Linked DNA regions of Mus musculus: all the other regions are linked to region 3. The links are chromatin contacts, called in public HiChIP or PLAC-seq and promoter capture Hi-C maps. All regions are on one chromosome and are shown on one strand. Each heading gives the region's core, a stretch centred on a gene start, on an enhancer-like site or on the middle of the called end of the contact. The rest is flanking DNA. Distances are from core to core; before and after follow the strand shown.

The links. Promoter capture Hi-C pulls out the DNA fragments that hold promoters and counts their contacts. HiChIP or PLAC-seq counts read pairs in DNA pulled down with a chosen protein or histone mark.
Region 1: an H3K27ac HiChIP or PLAC-seq map of bone marrow-derived dendritic cells shows a contact between it and region 3, with 7 times the contacts expected there. The contact joins the enhancer-like site here to the promoter of Vnn3 in region 3. A contact is called at or near these places in 6 of 39 promoter capture datasets (3T3-L1-derived adipocytes, embryonic stem cells, liver and 3 more) and 5 of 115 datasets of contacts at active chromatin or transcription factors (bone marrow-derived dendritic cells, bone marrow-derived macrophages, microglia and 2 more).
Region 2: a contact with region 3 is called in a promoter capture Hi-C map of liver. The contact joins the promoter of Taar9 here to the promoter of Vnn3 in region 3. A contact is called at or near these places in 11 of 39 promoter capture datasets (the 3T3-L1 cell line, 3T3-L1-derived adipocytes, cranial neural crest and 6 more), 1 of 15 datasets of contacts at CTCF or cohesin (the NIH/3T3 cell line) and 2 of 9 other capture datasets (adipose tissue and liver).

Annotation. Positions count from the first base shown.
Region 1 is chr10:24,163,279-24,166,048 of GRCm38.p6, forward strand. The region is part of intron 2 of Stx7 (syntaxin 7); the gene reads left to right. Among named protein-coding and RNA genes, the nearest start is that of Stx7, 15 kb to the left of the region's middle. Within about 2 kb of position 1,468, at least 229 of the 459 cell types and tissues checked have an H3K27ac peak or open chromatin away from gene starts, as enhancers often do. A contact at or near this core is called in bone marrow-derived dendritic cells, bone marrow-derived macrophages, embryonic stem cells and 6 more, where this site is marked.
Region 2 is chr10:24,108,218-24,110,930 of GRCm38.p6, forward strand. It overlaps Taar9 (trace amine-associated receptor 9), which reads right to left and starts at 1,317. Exons shown (of 1, transcript NM_001010831.1): 1 at 271-1,317. The coding sequence starts at 1,317. The coding sequence ends at 271.
Region 3 is chr10:23,850,109-23,852,808 of GRCm38.p6, forward strand. It overlaps Vnn3 (vanin 3), which reads left to right and starts at 1,354. Exons shown (of 7, transcript NM_011979.2): 1 at 1,354-1,688; 2 at 1,799-1,929. The coding sequence starts at 1,476.

The DNA of each region.
Region 1 (2,770 bases), core at 218-2,717, 310 kb after region 3:
GGGTAGTTACAAACCCAGGGTCAAACAGATGGGCCTAGTTACATTCTGTGGGACCAAACAAAAAGGAATGGGTGTGGGAAGATTTGTAAAGAAGTGTGGCTGGCAAGGCAGAGGGAAGGGGAAGGGGAAGAGAGAGCAGCCATAGTCATTACATACAAGTGTGAGATTGCCAAAGAATAACATTTCCAATAAGAAAATTCTGGCATTTAAGTATTCTTTGTTTTTAAGGAGACTCTAAGGTGGCTAAGAACTTTCTGTAAACAAACTAATCATATACATTGGTAACAAAATCTTCTTGTTGTGGGGCTGGAGAGGTTGCTTGCAGAGAGTGGGATTTAGTCCCCAGCATCTACAAGGTGACTTACAAACATCTGTAACTCCAGTTCCAAGGGATGTGACACCCTCATCTGCCCACCCTGGGCACATGGTACACATACATACCTGCATACATACATACATACATACATACATACATATATACACACACACATATAGGCTAAACATTCGTGCACACAAAATAAACAGCAAATAACTAGAAAAAGAAAAAAAATCTTCCCATCAGAATTTGAGTGTAGACATTTCTGCTAAAGCTTGTATAATAATATTAAATGTGCTTTTCTGTGTATGTTTTCTGGAGCTCTCTGGGAAGATACTCGGTAAAAGCTTGAGCCTTTGCTATAAATGTTAGAAGAAGATAACAGAAGCATGTTTTATGTTGAATCATCTGTCTGTCTGTCTAAAAGACCCACATTGTCTCCATGCAGTGCAGTAACTGTTCTTACTTCACACTCACTGTCCCTGTTTGTTAATAAGAATCTCTGTTTAGCTCTGGGCCTGCAAGGTTCTGAGGGGGTTCTTAAGTTGGTTCTGGGAGGAACTGAGGGAGTGAGTCTAGTCAAAATTTATTGTCTGAAATCCTCAAAGGATCAATAAAAATAGTTTTTAAACTATAGGTCATCTTGTTGTTCTGGGGGGAAGTGCGTTCTGGTCTAGTGAAGAGACGTCCATTTTTGCCTCTGAACACATGAGTGCACAAAAGGGAAGCGAGTATTTGGACTTTTCTCTTTGGCATCACAGCAGGCTTTTCTGTAAAAAGGACTCCAGTCCCCAGAAGTGAGCAGATCTGCTGTCACATCTGAAAATAGATGGCTGACATTATTTACCCCCTGGAGTACCCACAGTTCTGGTATTATAATTTTCTCATGTCCAACTGTTGACGCAGTCCAGATACAGGTAGGAGAGAGAGTATTTCTCCTGGGGGAATCTCAGTGAGAAGGGCAGTTCTGGTTTCTATGGTGACTTGCCCTATGGGGTAGAGTGTCTGCTCTTGGCGGTGGGAGTATACTCTTCTCACTTCATACACCAGTCTTAATCAGTGGCCGAGGTGCTTCCTGGAACTCTCTCTCTTGCCTGTGTGTGAATCATCTGCCGGCTCATGCCCTGAGCGTGAACTCTCTTCCCTTTGGTTCCTGTCCTGCCTTGTGATCTGGGAAACTCCCCTGCCTGGATCCAGTCGAAGTGCACAGAAGTGCACAGCCCGCTGGTCCCTTCTCTCCTTTTGTGGCCACCGGGTCCACACTGTTCTTACTACTTCAGATGACAGCAGCCTCCACATTGTCCTCTCTGCCCCCTTTCTTGCCCTCTTATCTTCTCCACAGTGACAACAAGGCAGATTTTTAATGCATGAGCACACGTCACACCCAGATTTCAATTCATCTGTGACTCTCTTGGCCCTTGCAAGGAAGTGTGAGCCTTGTGCTGTTCACACCCGCATCCAACCTGCCTCCCCCACTGCCCACCTCAGGTTCTTCCTGAGGCTTCTTGGGCTGACCCTTTCACACCTCAGGGCCTTGGAACCCGCTTCCCACCTGTGCCTGCAGAAAGGTAACACTGAGTTCTCCGTAAACAGGCTCAGTAGGACTTTCCGAATGGCTCTCCCACTCCTAAGGGGAGAACAATGGTTCATGGGCTGCAAGCAGCCGCATGTGTATTACCCTTTTGTGTATTCAGGTGACCTCAGTACATTTATCTAAGGGATGTCTTACTTGGCTATTCTTTATAATCATTTTCTCATCATCTTGCTTTCATTTTATAATGCCTTTTATCAGAAAAATAAAAATTTAATTACGATTTCCGCCCTGTGTTCCCCCATTAAAATGTTAATCTTTGAGAGAAAGGTTTGAATGCCTCAGTCACCAAAGTATTAAAAAAAAAATTAAGAGCATGAGGTTATAATATGCAAAGGGTATTTTTTATGATTTACCTTTTCTCCTGCACCTGCTAGCTTCATGTATTCCATTAGTGGGTGTTAACATCAATATATTCACCACCCTTTATTCATGAAAATTTTATCTGAAGACTGAATGTTTGTTTATGAGCCGGGGATCTTGGCACCTATCCTGTTTCCAGAATGCATGCTTAGAGATCTACATGGATAAAGTGATGCAGTCCATATGCCAGCATCCCCATGTGAACACAGCAGGCTACATTCAGATAAATAATCACAGTTACTTTTAGCCTTATTTACCATGAACAAAATCTATGCACAGGGATTGGTTGGATCACAGTGTTGCTTCCCTTTTATGAAATTACAGTTTGTGGTTAGTTGGGCAATGGTCCTACATGTATTTGGTTGCTTGAAGCTGACTAGTTTTTGTTTCCTGGAATTATTTTGACAATACATCTCTTTGAGTTCTTTATGAAATCCCTTGCCTGTTTGTTCTGTAGCCATTCCTGAGCAGCACTTTTCATTACAGAGTAACTGCCCTGC
Region 2 (2,713 bases), core at 67-2,566, 260 kb after region 3:
CCTTCAAATGACTCAAAGAAACTAATAGAAATTTCAGAGCAAAGCAAAGACATTAAGGAGCACACCACTTTGGAAGAAATTAACAGATGGGTCCCCTGTGACTCAGCCCTAAAATGTACAGGCACTCTAAGAAGAAAATACTTCAGAGTAGCCTTTGAACCTAAGATCTCCTGCTGGGTGAATGATTATGGGACCTCGCTAGATTAGAGGGATTAGTTTTACCTCTGACCTTAAACCCTAGTCAGATTTCAAATCTCTGCTGTGACTGTTTTAACCTGCACCTGCCTCTTCAGAGAATAGATTAGTTGTTGATGAATCAGCCCTGAAGACTTTGCCACTCACAATAAGTTTTATTGCCTTACGAAACCAAGGATAAAAAAAGGCGTATATCAAGGGGTTCATAGCTGAATTGTAGTAAACACACCACACTAATATCTCATAGACGTACGCAGGAGTTATGAAGTTCATGTAAGCGTCAATAACCGCATCAATAATGTATGGCAGCCAGGACACGAGAAATGCAGCCATGGCGATCCCCAAGGTCTTGGCAGCCTTCCTCTCTCTTTTGGCTACTCTTTCCTTATAGCTCTCAGAGGAGGCCTGAGCTTGGTTGGCTGTACCCTCTATCTTCCTAGCCTGATACTTTGCCACCAAAAATATCCGACCATATAGAAACACCATGACCACAGTGGGCAGAAAGAACAAAAGGAAACAAAGTAAAACCCAATTTTGATTCAGTGGAGCCTGGCAGCCTCCCACACAGGTCAGAGCAACCACTAATTCCTCAATCCCTTCCTCATTGGCTCCCGTGTAAAAGATGGAAAAGCTGTATGTGACAGAAAAGAACCAAGAGAGAGCAATGCACAGTCCAGAAACCGATACAGTGAACTTGGTCGGATAGGTCAGTGGATCTGTAACTGCAATGTACCGGTCAATGGAGATGCAGCATAAATGAAACAGAGACGCAAAACAGAAGGAGGTGTCGAAACACGTGTGGAACTTACAGTAACTCTCCCCAAAGTACCAGCAGCTCTCCACAGAACGCACCGTGCTGAAGGGCATCACTGTCACCCCCACCAAGAAGTCAGCACAGGCCAGGGAGGCCACCAGGAAGTTCGTAGGCGTGTGCAGCTGTTTAAAGTGGAGGATGGCAATGATGACCAGTAAGTTCCCAAACACTGCCAGCAGGGCTCCCAAACCGAGGACCCCATAGAGGATGGCTCGAGGCCAGGGTGCGTAAGAGCTTTTAATGCAGGATCCGTTCACATTCTCATAGCAGAGCTCCATGGGCGGTTCTGGGGAGAAGTCGCTTGTCATTGCCTCCAGTCTTGGTAATTGTAAACTTCCCAGGTTTCCATTCTAGCAATCTAAAGCAAAAAACGGGGTTAACAACTGTCTTAGTCAGGGTGTCTATTCCTGCACAAACATCATGACCAAGAAGCAAGTTGGGGAGGAAAGGGTTTATTCGGCTTACACTTCCATACTGCTGTTCATCACCAAGGACGTCAGGACTGGAGCTCAAGCAGGTCAGGAAGCAGGAGCTGATGCAGAGGCCATGGAGAGATGCTCTTTACTGGCTTGCTTCCCCTGGCTTGCTCAGCCTGCTCTCTTATAGAACCCAAGACTACCAGCCCAGACATGGTCCCACCCTCAAGGAGCCTTTCCCCCTTGATCTTTAATTGAGAAAATGCCTTACAGTTGGATCTCATGGAGGCATTTCCTCGACTGAAGCTCTGTGATAACTCCAGCTGTGTCAAGTTGACACAAAACTAGCCAGTACAACAACTTAAAAATCTCCTGGGGAAACATAAAGAAAAACAAAAAAAAACAAGAACTCTATTTAAAGTAAAGGTAACCTTTTACTACGTGTTTTTTGTATACCCATTTTACTCTTTCCCAAAAGTGCTCTAAGGATGTTAAGAAACAAAAACCTGTTGCAAAAAGCCATTTAAAAGTCAAAAGTCTTACTAAGTAAATGTACATTGTCTAATGTTTATTTTATATTATATCTTTGCCCTATTATTACTATATTATAATTACTATCATCATAGAATTTACTTTATTAATTGTTAGAAAAGTTTTTTTCTGTGGATGTCATCTTACCTTTTGAAAATAGCAAACTGGATTGAACTGGTTTTGCCACCAATGGCTGAATTTTATTTACTTCTTTTTTGTCTCCCCAGAGCGGCCATCGGCTGCAATCAACAACTTAGTTTTGCTTTTTTTTTTTTTTTAAACTGGAAAAAAATAAATTACATGTCCTTCAAATTGTAAGCTCAAAATCCCCATAGTATAGAGTGTGAACGCTGGGACCAGCTTACTCTTAGTTGCCTTAAACACACACATGAGGAATGTACTTTAACTGTGACTTATATTTCTATTTTGTCTTTTTGTGTTGATGATTTGAGCAGCTGGAAGTATCCTGGAAAACTCTTACCGAATTGTTACTAGAATAACCATCATGAAAGTGTTTCTTAGGAAGAGAGCCTGTGTGAGCTGTCTAAAATCAGTAAGAAAAAAAAAAAAGAAAAGAAAAGAAAAAAAAGAAAAGAAAAACAAGCCATAGGTCTCCTTGCACTTCTAGGATGCTTAGTTTTAAACAGGCCAAGAGGAGTGTGAGCAGCTGGGGTGGGTGTGAGCAGTTGCCTGTACCCCTGCTGTGCCCTGTAAACACGTGTGAACAATGCCATCCAAGGCGCATGTTATTTCTGTG
Region 3 (2,700 bases), core at 104-2,603:
TTCCCAGTACCCCTCATGCAAATCCTCTCTGCATTCTTCCCTCCTTTGAGAAAGGGGAGTTCCCCTCTAGGTATTGCCCACCCCCAGCCCTTACTCTGCCTCCTGCACATCAAGTCTCTGCAGGGCTAGGTGCATCCTCTCTCACTGAGGCCAGATAAGGCAGCCCAGTTAGGGAAACAGGATCCAAAGGCAGGCAGACAAGGCAGGCAGGCAGACAGCTGAGTTAGAGACAGTCCTCTCTTCTGTTGGAGGACCTGCATAATGACCAAGCTACAGATCTGCTACATACGTGCAGGGACCTAGGTAGGTCCAGCTTATGCTTGCTCTTTGGTTGGTGATTCAGTCTCTGGGAGCCCCCAAGGGTCCAGGTTAGTTGACTCTGTTGGTTTTCCTGTGGAGTCCTTGTTCTCTTCAGGTCCCTCAATCCTTCCCACAGCTCTTCCATAAGGCTCCCCAAGCTCCATCTAATGTTTGATATGAGTCTTGCATCTCATTCCATTGGCTGCTGGGTGGAGCCTCTCAGAGGAAAGTTATTCTAGGCTCCTGTCCTAGAGACTCCTTCCCCCTACCATCAACTATGGAAAACCTGGACTCATTTGGACCTGATATATATATATATATATATATATATATATATATATATATATATATATATATATATATAGAGAGAGAGAGAGAGAGAGAGAGAGAGAGAGAGAAGAGGTGTGAGAATGGGGGTTGGATTTGTGTGTTTGACTAAAACACATTATAGACCTGTATGAAATTCTCAAATGAAACAAAGGATGGCTGGAGAAATGGTTTAGTAGTTAGGAACACTTGTTCTTTCAGAAGACCTGGATTTGTTTCTCAGTATCCTTGTCACCACCAATACTCATAACCCCTGAAACTCCAATTCCACGGGGAAATCTGACACCGTCTTCTGACCTTCCTGGATTGACCTGACCAGTCATGGACTTGGTACAGATACACACATAGAGGCAAAATACCCATACAAATAAAACAAAACAAATCTAATTAAAATAAAACCCTCAGGCTTTTCTTAGACTGTTTTGTCCCTATTGCAGCCATAAGTATAAATCCTCAACAAATTGTTGATGTGATAGCTGTCTTCTAGAACACCACAGTATTTACTGTACTAATGGGAATATTGGTGTGCTAGTAAAATACCTTTAATTTAAAAATACACCAATTAAGAACTTGACCAGTACGTTTAGTATGGACTCAACTGGTTGGTTCAGTGATTTCCCTTTTAGAGATGAGTTGGCCTCTGAGCAATGTCAACAATTGCTGCAAACCCATGCTCATGCAATTCTGAACTTCTGCCAATCTTGCATAACCCTGTTCCTCAATGCCGTGTTCCATAATATATTCACAGGCAGCTGGCTGGCATCACGACTTGCGTCTGAATATTTTTTTTTCCCACTGAGATACAGTAGAAGAACCTTCTGATTTTCAGAGATCACTCTATTTTAATTATGGCTTCATTACATTTTCCTCAATGGGCAGTGAGTTTTGTCTTCTTTGCCCAGGCTGTGGGTTCAATGGACACTTTTATTGCTGCTGTGTATGAACATGCTGTTATACTGCCAAACAAAACTGAAAGTCCTGTTTCCACTGAAGAGGCTTTGCTCCTGATAAACAAGAACATAGACATTTTGGAGAGTGCAATCAAGCTGGCAGCCAGACAGGTAACACTCTTTTGTTCATGTCTGAGATGGGATATTGATTGCAGCTGGACAAGAATGTAGATATTTAAAAATGATGAGGAAACTTTTCTTTCCATGTCTGTTTTGAGCAGGGTGCACATATCATTGTGACGCCAGAAGATGGAATCTATGGTTGGATCTTCACCAGGGAGACCATTTACCCCTACCTAGAGGATATACCAGACCCTGAAGTGAACTGGATTCCCTGTAGAGACCCTAGGAGGTAACATCATGCCAAAGAGTAAATGACTCTGTCAACAAAGAGTTAACGATGAGATAGAGCAGTAATGTCACCAGGCTTGACTTGTTATTTTTTTCTGATGATTAGACAGTCTGTGGCACTGGCCTAATGCTTCATAGTGTCTGCTACTCACTGTGCCTTCATGTGGCAAATATCTTTGGCTAAGAATACTTGATTCATTACGACAACAGTTCTCTTTAAAATCTAGCATGTGAACTGTTCCCCACAAGTATGTTTAACTAAGTTTCAGCCAAGTGAGAATGGTACTTCTGGAACTTGAGCTCTCAAGTGCAAGTCAGTGGGTTCGCCCAGGAGCCTTCACAAGAAGAGTGAAATGATTAAGGAGCCTGTGTGCCTTGCCTTTTCCTTTGCCTTTGCCTTTTCCATTTCCTTTTCCTTTTCCTTTTCCTTTTCCTTTTCCTTTTTCTTTTCCAGTCACTGTTTCTAAGGTCCAGAGACACATTAAAACAACTACCTATGACTGTCTGTAAAGACATGGATACAGACAGATGGACAGACAGAGCGATAGAGACAGAGAGACACAGAGACAGAGAGATAAGAGATAGACAGAGACAGAGAAACAGAGACAGGCAGGCAGGGGCGAGAGGGAGAAAGGGAAGAGAGCGAGAAGGGGGTGAGTATCACGGCTGAAGGAAGTCCAACTGGAAACTGTTGAAAAATCTAAGGCCAGCTTTTAGATAATATAAATATACCACCTGAGAGTCTACAGGAAGACACTGGTTAGGCTTGTGA